Regions from separate parts of the Callithrix jacchus genome. Here region 1 is linked to region 2. Evidence: chromatin contacts called from public Hi-C data. All regions are on one chromosome and are shown on one strand. The core of a region is the stretch at or near the end of the contact, and the rest is flanking DNA. Distances in the headings are between cores, read along the strand shown.

Region 1 (3,531 bases), core at 118-2,617, 390 kb before region 2:
TCTCGAAAAAATTGTTCAAATTTGTAGGACAACAATCCAAACAACATTTCACCATATTATTAGCCAAGAAACAAGAGTAACCTTTAGTTAAATGCTGTGTAGAAATCATCAGACCCTGCATGTCAATCCTTTCGAAACAGAATAACTTGTTCTGACATATTCTTAATAAACCTACATTGGCTCCTGATCACATCATTTTTTCTACAGGCTCAGAAAGCATAGGGTTAATAATACACCCTGAAGTTTCCAGGGAGCAAATATCATGTGCTTGGAGATCTTATTTTTGGAAAAGGAAAACATGGGTCTTTCAGTGGTAGATGTAGTGAAAACATGCTAATATTCGTTTTGGTACCATGTTTTTTTGTTTTTGTTTTTTTTTTGAGACGGAGTTTCGCTCTTGTTACCCAGGCTGGAGTGCAAGGGCGCGATCTCGGCTCACCGCAACCTCCGCCTCCTAGGTTCAGGCACTTCTCCTGCCTCAGCCTCCTGAGTAGCTGGGATTACAGGCACGCGCCACCATGCCCAGCTAATTTTTTGTATTTTTAATAGAGACGGGGTTTCACCATGTTGGCCAGGATAGTCTCGATCTGTTGACCTCGTGATCCACCCGCCTCGGCCTCCCAAAGTGTTGGGATTACAGGCTTGAGCCACCGCACCCTGCCTGGTACCATGTTTTTCCGTATTACATGATGGTCTTACATTTTCATCAACAGACACACCCTGAACATATCATCAACTTCACAGTAATATGTGCCTATGTTTTATATGTTTGAATATTTTGCAACTATCTTACACATGTACAATGTAACAGTGTTAGGAAACCAGAAGACAGACCATATAGAACCGTCATAGAAACAGCCTAAATTCCTTAGTACTGCCAAAACGATTTGCCATTCAAAAGACGTCTTGTCATTTCAAACCTTCCTAATAATTCACTATACTGGCTTATTCTTCAAAAAGATAAACTCATCATCCTATAGTACTTTATTTTAAAATCTATCTCCTCTTACAATAAGGATTTTTAAAAAGTTTTCTGATCAAAATCATAGATTTAACCCAATATTATATTTGAACTCTTACCCAGTAGGCCTTGATTTCAGCAGGCAGATTTGTGTATGTAAGTCCCCATTTTACATTTTATGATTTTATTGTTTTTGACCATGCATGATTTAGCTATTTCAGTCTGTCTTTTGTTTCTCTTGAAATAGGAATTGGCCTTCTCTGAACCTTCTCTGGAGCTCCAAGTTTGTTGCACATTTCGTAGGTATGTTAATTAGACATTCTTGAAGTGCTGTCCCAGTGGGGATGCACTGATGACTTGAGTCTTCGCCATGCGATGGGAATGTGAATCTTATTGCAGTTCCGTCAGGTTCCACATGATGGTGGCCTTGTCTCCGCAAAATGGACTTTAGGTCCCTCTGTGCTAAGCTTATTGGCCTCAATTTCAAGCTCTGGTAATAAAGCAGCTGTCAATTTGCCAGAGCCCCTGTGAAACAGCTGGGATTCTCAACTTGGGCTACATCCAACACCTGTGGCTGAGACACAGGGACTGTGAGAGATATAGGCGTGCTGAAGAGCAGTGGGACTGTCTGAACATTTTCAAATTCTAATTTACTCAAGTATGTTTGATTTCAACTTTTCTGTAGAATATTTTCCTAACACAATTCAAATTTGAAGAATGGAGTATTGAGGTGCATAGTGAAAATTTAAATAATGCTGTATTCTATACTTTGCTTATTAGGCTTTACTTATAATCACTTACCTGTCTCTGGAGCTGTGCTTTCCAATACAGCCAACAAGCCATATGTTGCTCCTGAGTACTTAAGATCTAGTCTGAATTGAGATCAGCAGTAAGTGTAAAATACACATGAAATTTCAAACACTAAATATGAAAAAGATTATGCAAAATCTATACTTCAATATAAAAAAATAATACGCCAGGTGTATTGGGTTAAATATATTACTAGAATTGATTTCACCTGTTGTTAGGTTTTTAAAAGTGACTACTAGAAATTTTTAAATTGTAGTTGACCTGCTTTGGTGGCTCACATTATATTTCTGTTGAACTGAGCTTGTCTAGAAGAAGGCTTGATGTTTACTAACCACTGAGAATTCTTATATTCCTTTGCAGTATTTTTCTCATGAAATCTCTCAATTCCTCAGCATAGTTATCAGATTTATCCCAGAATCTGAATTTTCAGGAAATGTTGGAGATTTCGATGTCGCTCTAGAATAGATACATTTTAGAAGTCTCCCAAAGAAAACTTCATCATCATGACTGACCATCAGAATAATGTGGAGAAAGCTTTATCATTTATTTATGGTTCCCTCTACAGATATGTTAATTTAGTAAATACCGGTTGATTGATATGTTGCTCCACATTTTTTCTTTCTTTTTTCCTTCCTCTCCTATAGCTTTACCAATGAAGTAGGAGTGATATCTATGTAGGGAACTACTCTGTTGCCTGAAGAAACTGATGTGAAAGGAACATGATTATTAGGGACCTATCAAGATAAGGGTTGAACAAGAGTGAACTGAAGGTTGCCACCTTCAGCTGTATTCCAGAGTTGTTCTAGTGTTTCAGAGTGTAAATGAAAATCAATTCACCCTGTGGTATAAGAGGTTGATATGTAACTATGAAAATTACATGGAATATCTTCTTAATATTTTATTATTCCATAATTATAAAATCACATATGTTGGACACACTTTAGATTGGAGAGCCACCAAGCCCTTCTCTCCATTACTTAAATACATCTTTTGTACATTTTGAAGCTGATGAAGCCTCATGTAACATGTTTTCTTAAGAAGGAAGTCCCTGAAGAAGCAAAATGCATGAATTCAAAATACCCGACAGACTTGACGGGGTAGTTGGGCATTTCTAAGTATCATCTGAAGAAGAGGTGCTAGAATTCATTAGAAAAAACAGAGTTTAATAGGAAAGTATAAATAGTTAGCAGAATTAAATTGAAAATATTTAGCAGAACTTCAATTTAATTCTGCTAAATATTTATACTTTTCTGTTAAATCTCTATAAATTGATTTATATTCCATTCAGTTGATTTCTATTGATTTATATTTTGATCCAATAATTACCTTACCTGGCCATTCACAATATGGGTGCCTACTTCACATGTGTCAGATGTTAAGGATAAAGCAGAAAAGCAACACAGTCTCTGCCTCCATAGATGAGTGCAGTCTCTCTCACACACACACAAAATGCTCTTTATCCAGAGGATTACCAGATGAAGGACATCTAGAATACTATCTTCACTGTTGAAATGCATAGTTTTTAAATCCAGAAAAAATATATAATAATAAAAAGCTAATAATAACTATACTAATACATTTTTAAACACCTAATAGGTATTACAAGTAGTGCTAACTGCTTTGCATAGATTATTTCACAGGAATTGTTTAGGAGAAGTAATATTATTGTCACGATTTTTCCTTATAGGAAAACTTAGGTTCATTGAGGTTAAGTTCAAAGTCACACAAGAATTACAAGAACTGGGATGGTAATGCAAGTG
Region 2 (3,539 bases), core at 673-3,172:
AAAAGTAAAAATCAAATAAAACAACCTTCTGTGAAGATGAACTAGCAAAGAAATAATTCCACATCACAGGAGGAATGCTAATACCAAGATGGATGGAACATTAGGGGGTTAATTTACTGCCCACGGAACACAAACTATTTCCAAATGACTTTGAAGTACGTGACGTACCCCACAACTTCTATGAATCGATACTGTGGTTTCCTGGGGGCTTTTTTGGTTTTTTTCTTTATTTGTTTTTTTAGATTTTGGTTTTGTTTTGAGACAGAATCTCACTCTGTTGCCCAGTCTGGAGTGGCACAATCTCAGCTCACTGCAGTCTCTGCCTCCTGGGCTCAAGTGATTCTCTAGCCTCAGCCCCTGCAAGCAGCTGAGACTAGAGGTGCAAATCACCACACCTGGTGAATTTTTTTTTTGTAGAGACGGGGTTTTGCCATGTTGCCCAGGCTGGTCTCAAGCTTCTGAGCTCAAAGTGATCCATCCGCCAAAGTGCTGGGATTACAGGCATGATCCACCACGCGCAGCCGATGCTGTGTCTTCTAACTGCCCTCCTTCAGATCTTCTAGGCTACGTTCCTATTGGTTTTCTCAGAGAAGATGGTCAGGAGTTTTCATGATACTGAGCTATGATTCCTCACAAAGGCAGAGCCCACAGGGCCCTTGGATTCCTCACCATCTCTTCTCCTTTTACCCTTGGTCTCTGCAGAACAGGACAAGTACAGAGGGTGTGAATGTAAAGGTGCTTCCCCTCTCATCAACCAATTTGCTTTATGAACTGGATAAATAAATTGTCTCCTTTCTTCTGTAGCCAAATGATCAAATATGTCATTGTCTCCTGAAGACAAGCAGAAAATCTTGCATTTCATCATTCCACCACTTTCGGAATCATCAAAGGCCTCCTGCCTTTCACAGAACAGATTTTGTTTTGTCTTGAAATTCTCCCACAGACAACCAACATTGGGCTAATAGTTCTCTGAGGGAGGTGGGTCTGTATCGCTCCTCCATAGCTCCTGAAGAGTTTTTCTCAGCCAGCAGCTCTATCAGCACTCCCCAACAGCCAGTGTCCCCGGAAGACAGCACAGTGCAGAAGTGTGCGGCACCAACCGAGCGGCAGGGAGCTCAGCTCCTCCACTCACTGGCTGGTTGAGTTTAGGTAAGTCACTTAATCTCTCTAAGCTCCCCTCACATCTGTAAAGCAAAAGTAATAATAATGCCTCTCTTCCAGAGTTGTTGCATCAACTAACATGTAGACATTGCTTAGCTAGGGCCTGACAAACAGCAAATGCTAAACTAACATTAGCTACTGTGACTCAGCTAGAATTTTCCTCCTCTTTTCTCACTTCATCCATAAAGGCCCAGTTTCCTAGAAGCAAAATGTCTTCTTCCCATTTCTCCACTTTAAGTTGAGCCCTGAGTTTGCAAATCAGTCCCACCTTTGGCCATCAAATCAGGAAGACTTTCTTTTCCAGACTCTAAAGAACGAACAGTAAAAGCCGAGCTGCCCTGCAGTAAAAATGGGCTATAAAAAACAGAATGGCAACAAGCACACACTTACAATAGCAGGAGACTTAAAAAAGTCTTGGGAAATACTCTGTCTTTGTCCTTAGAAAAAAACTTAACAAAATATTTTAAAGCCATTTCTGGAAGCTCTGTCTTTACAGCAATCCAGAACCTGTTTCTGCCTGAAGCCCAGACTGCACATTGAAAGGTTCTGCGGGCAGGAACTCTGCCAGGGCTTCAGTATTTTCCCAAATCATCTCCACCAGCTCACCTTGCACCTTTTCAATTAAATTATTTACTTAATTGCAACATATCACACTTGGTATATTTTCCGCCGGCACTGAAGAAAGTTATCCTGATTGGGCCTAATCATTTTCCAGTTTGCAGAGTTCTTTCCTTCCTTCCTAGGAAAAGCAGGGCTGACAGCTTGAGAACACCAGGTCCTCCGCTTTGTCCCTGAGCAGCCAGGCACGGCAGCAGCTGGCCAATGCTGCCACCATCTGTCCGTTTTCAGCAGTCGTTGTCACTGAATGTTTACCAAGTGCATCTTGAGCAATATTTTCATTCTGCAGTATACTAACATGAGAGGTGGCTTGGGGGAGGAGATGACAGCGAATTGATATTTTCTTCCAACAAAGCAGATGCACATTGCACTGCCTTGTCGTATATGCAAGCCAAAAAGCAAAGGGCACTCACATTTGGAAATCAAAGGAAAACAAGAGTAGTGTTGCTGAACTCTATTGGATGACTGGGGGACCCTTTTGAATATGTGCACGATGATTCTTCCTTTTGTTTTTTTAATGTATGTTTGTACTTAATAAAGCCAACATGTGTTAAAAGAAATGTGTTTAAAGTTAAAGAAATCAAGATAAAAGTCAAAGTATGACCTTTCCTTGGAATGTAGAATCCACACCAAGGGTACACTGTGTGCTTACTCATGAGAGAGGATGAACTATAATTAGGCTGAGGCTGAATGGGGAAAGGGGCTTAGGATGACGTGATTGTCCATATTGATTAAAGGAAAAATAATACTTTCTTCTTTGCATTGGCTGTGGTGAGTCAGGGCATGGGGGTGCCTACCATTTGGGATGTCGTCATTAGAACAAGAAATAAGCATCAAGTGGGTGGCTGAAGTCAATCTAATTTCAGGCCTTTGGAAAGAATTAAAATAAAGGCAGGCTTGCAAATTGAGCCAAGTTCATCAAAGTCAGGAGCCAGATAGGTAGGGACCACAGGTTATACCTTAAGGAGCCATAATGAGGATATGTGAGCCTCAGGGGATCAGTTCATGTGTTCTTCAATATTTCGGCAGGGTGACAGCCATTGGGAGTTGGATAGGTGTCAACGTGGCCAAGGAAGTGAGAAAATACAAATTTACCAGATGACAAAAGACAGGCTGTTTCTCATTTATAAACATGAAGGTTTGAGATCATTCTTGAGTTAGCTGAATTTTACTGCAGCCAAGAGATCAAAAAATGGGACAGCTGCAACTATGTGACAACCTCTGAATTGTGTAAGCCAGTAACAAAGAGACTACACTGCAGCCACTGGCCACATGTAGTGACCCAGCACTGAATATAAATAATCAAAAATTAGATGTGCTCTAAGCATAAAATACATGCTGGATTTTGAAGACTGTACAAATAGAAAATAAATTAACAATGTTTATAAATTAACACATATTAAAATGATACCACTTTAGATAAATAAAATATACTATAAAATTAATTTTACCTGCTTTTTGTTTAAAGTACCTTCTAGAAAATTCAAAATTGTACAAATATGGCTTGCATTAAAGTTCTCTTGAATAATAGTCTCTATTATTATAATGCTACAGCTGTTAGAACCTTAGAGATCTGAATGCATTTCTTCATAGATTTAGAAAGTCTCAAAAGAGGCTAAGGAACCTGCCAAAGTCACAGAAATAGGGGCGGAACCAACTCTCTCACCTCCACTTCCAAGTGTGTTAATGAGGAATGTATCCCTCTGCCTCCTTGTATTTTTTTTTTTTTTTAAGACAGAGTCTCACTGTGTCACCCAGGT

Evidence for each region. Hi-C and Micro-C count contacts between places; a contact is called where the count stands out from the background.
Region 1: a contact with region 2 is called in a Hi-C map of induced pluripotent stem cells, with 2.6 times the contacts expected there. The contact joins two enhancer-like sites. A contact is called at or near these places in 3 of 3 Hi-C or Micro-C datasets (induced pluripotent stem cells and skeletal muscle).

Annotation. Positions count from the first base shown.
Region 1 is chr11:110,130,002-110,133,532 of calJac240_pri, reverse strand. No RefSeq gene overlaps it. Among named protein-coding and RNA genes, the nearest start is that of PTN, 150 kb to the right of the region's middle. Within about 2 kb of position 1,367, at least 2 of the 16 cell types and tissues checked have an H3K27ac peak or open chromatin away from gene starts, as enhancers often do.
Region 2 is chr11:109,735,999-109,739,537 of calJac240_pri, reverse strand. All of the region lies in intron 12 of DGKI (diacylglycerol kinase iota), which reads right to left. Among named protein-coding and RNA genes, the nearest start is that of PTN, 240 kb to the left of the region's middle. Within about 2 kb of position 1,922, at least 3 of the 16 cell types and tissues checked have an H3K27ac peak or open chromatin away from gene starts, as enhancers often do.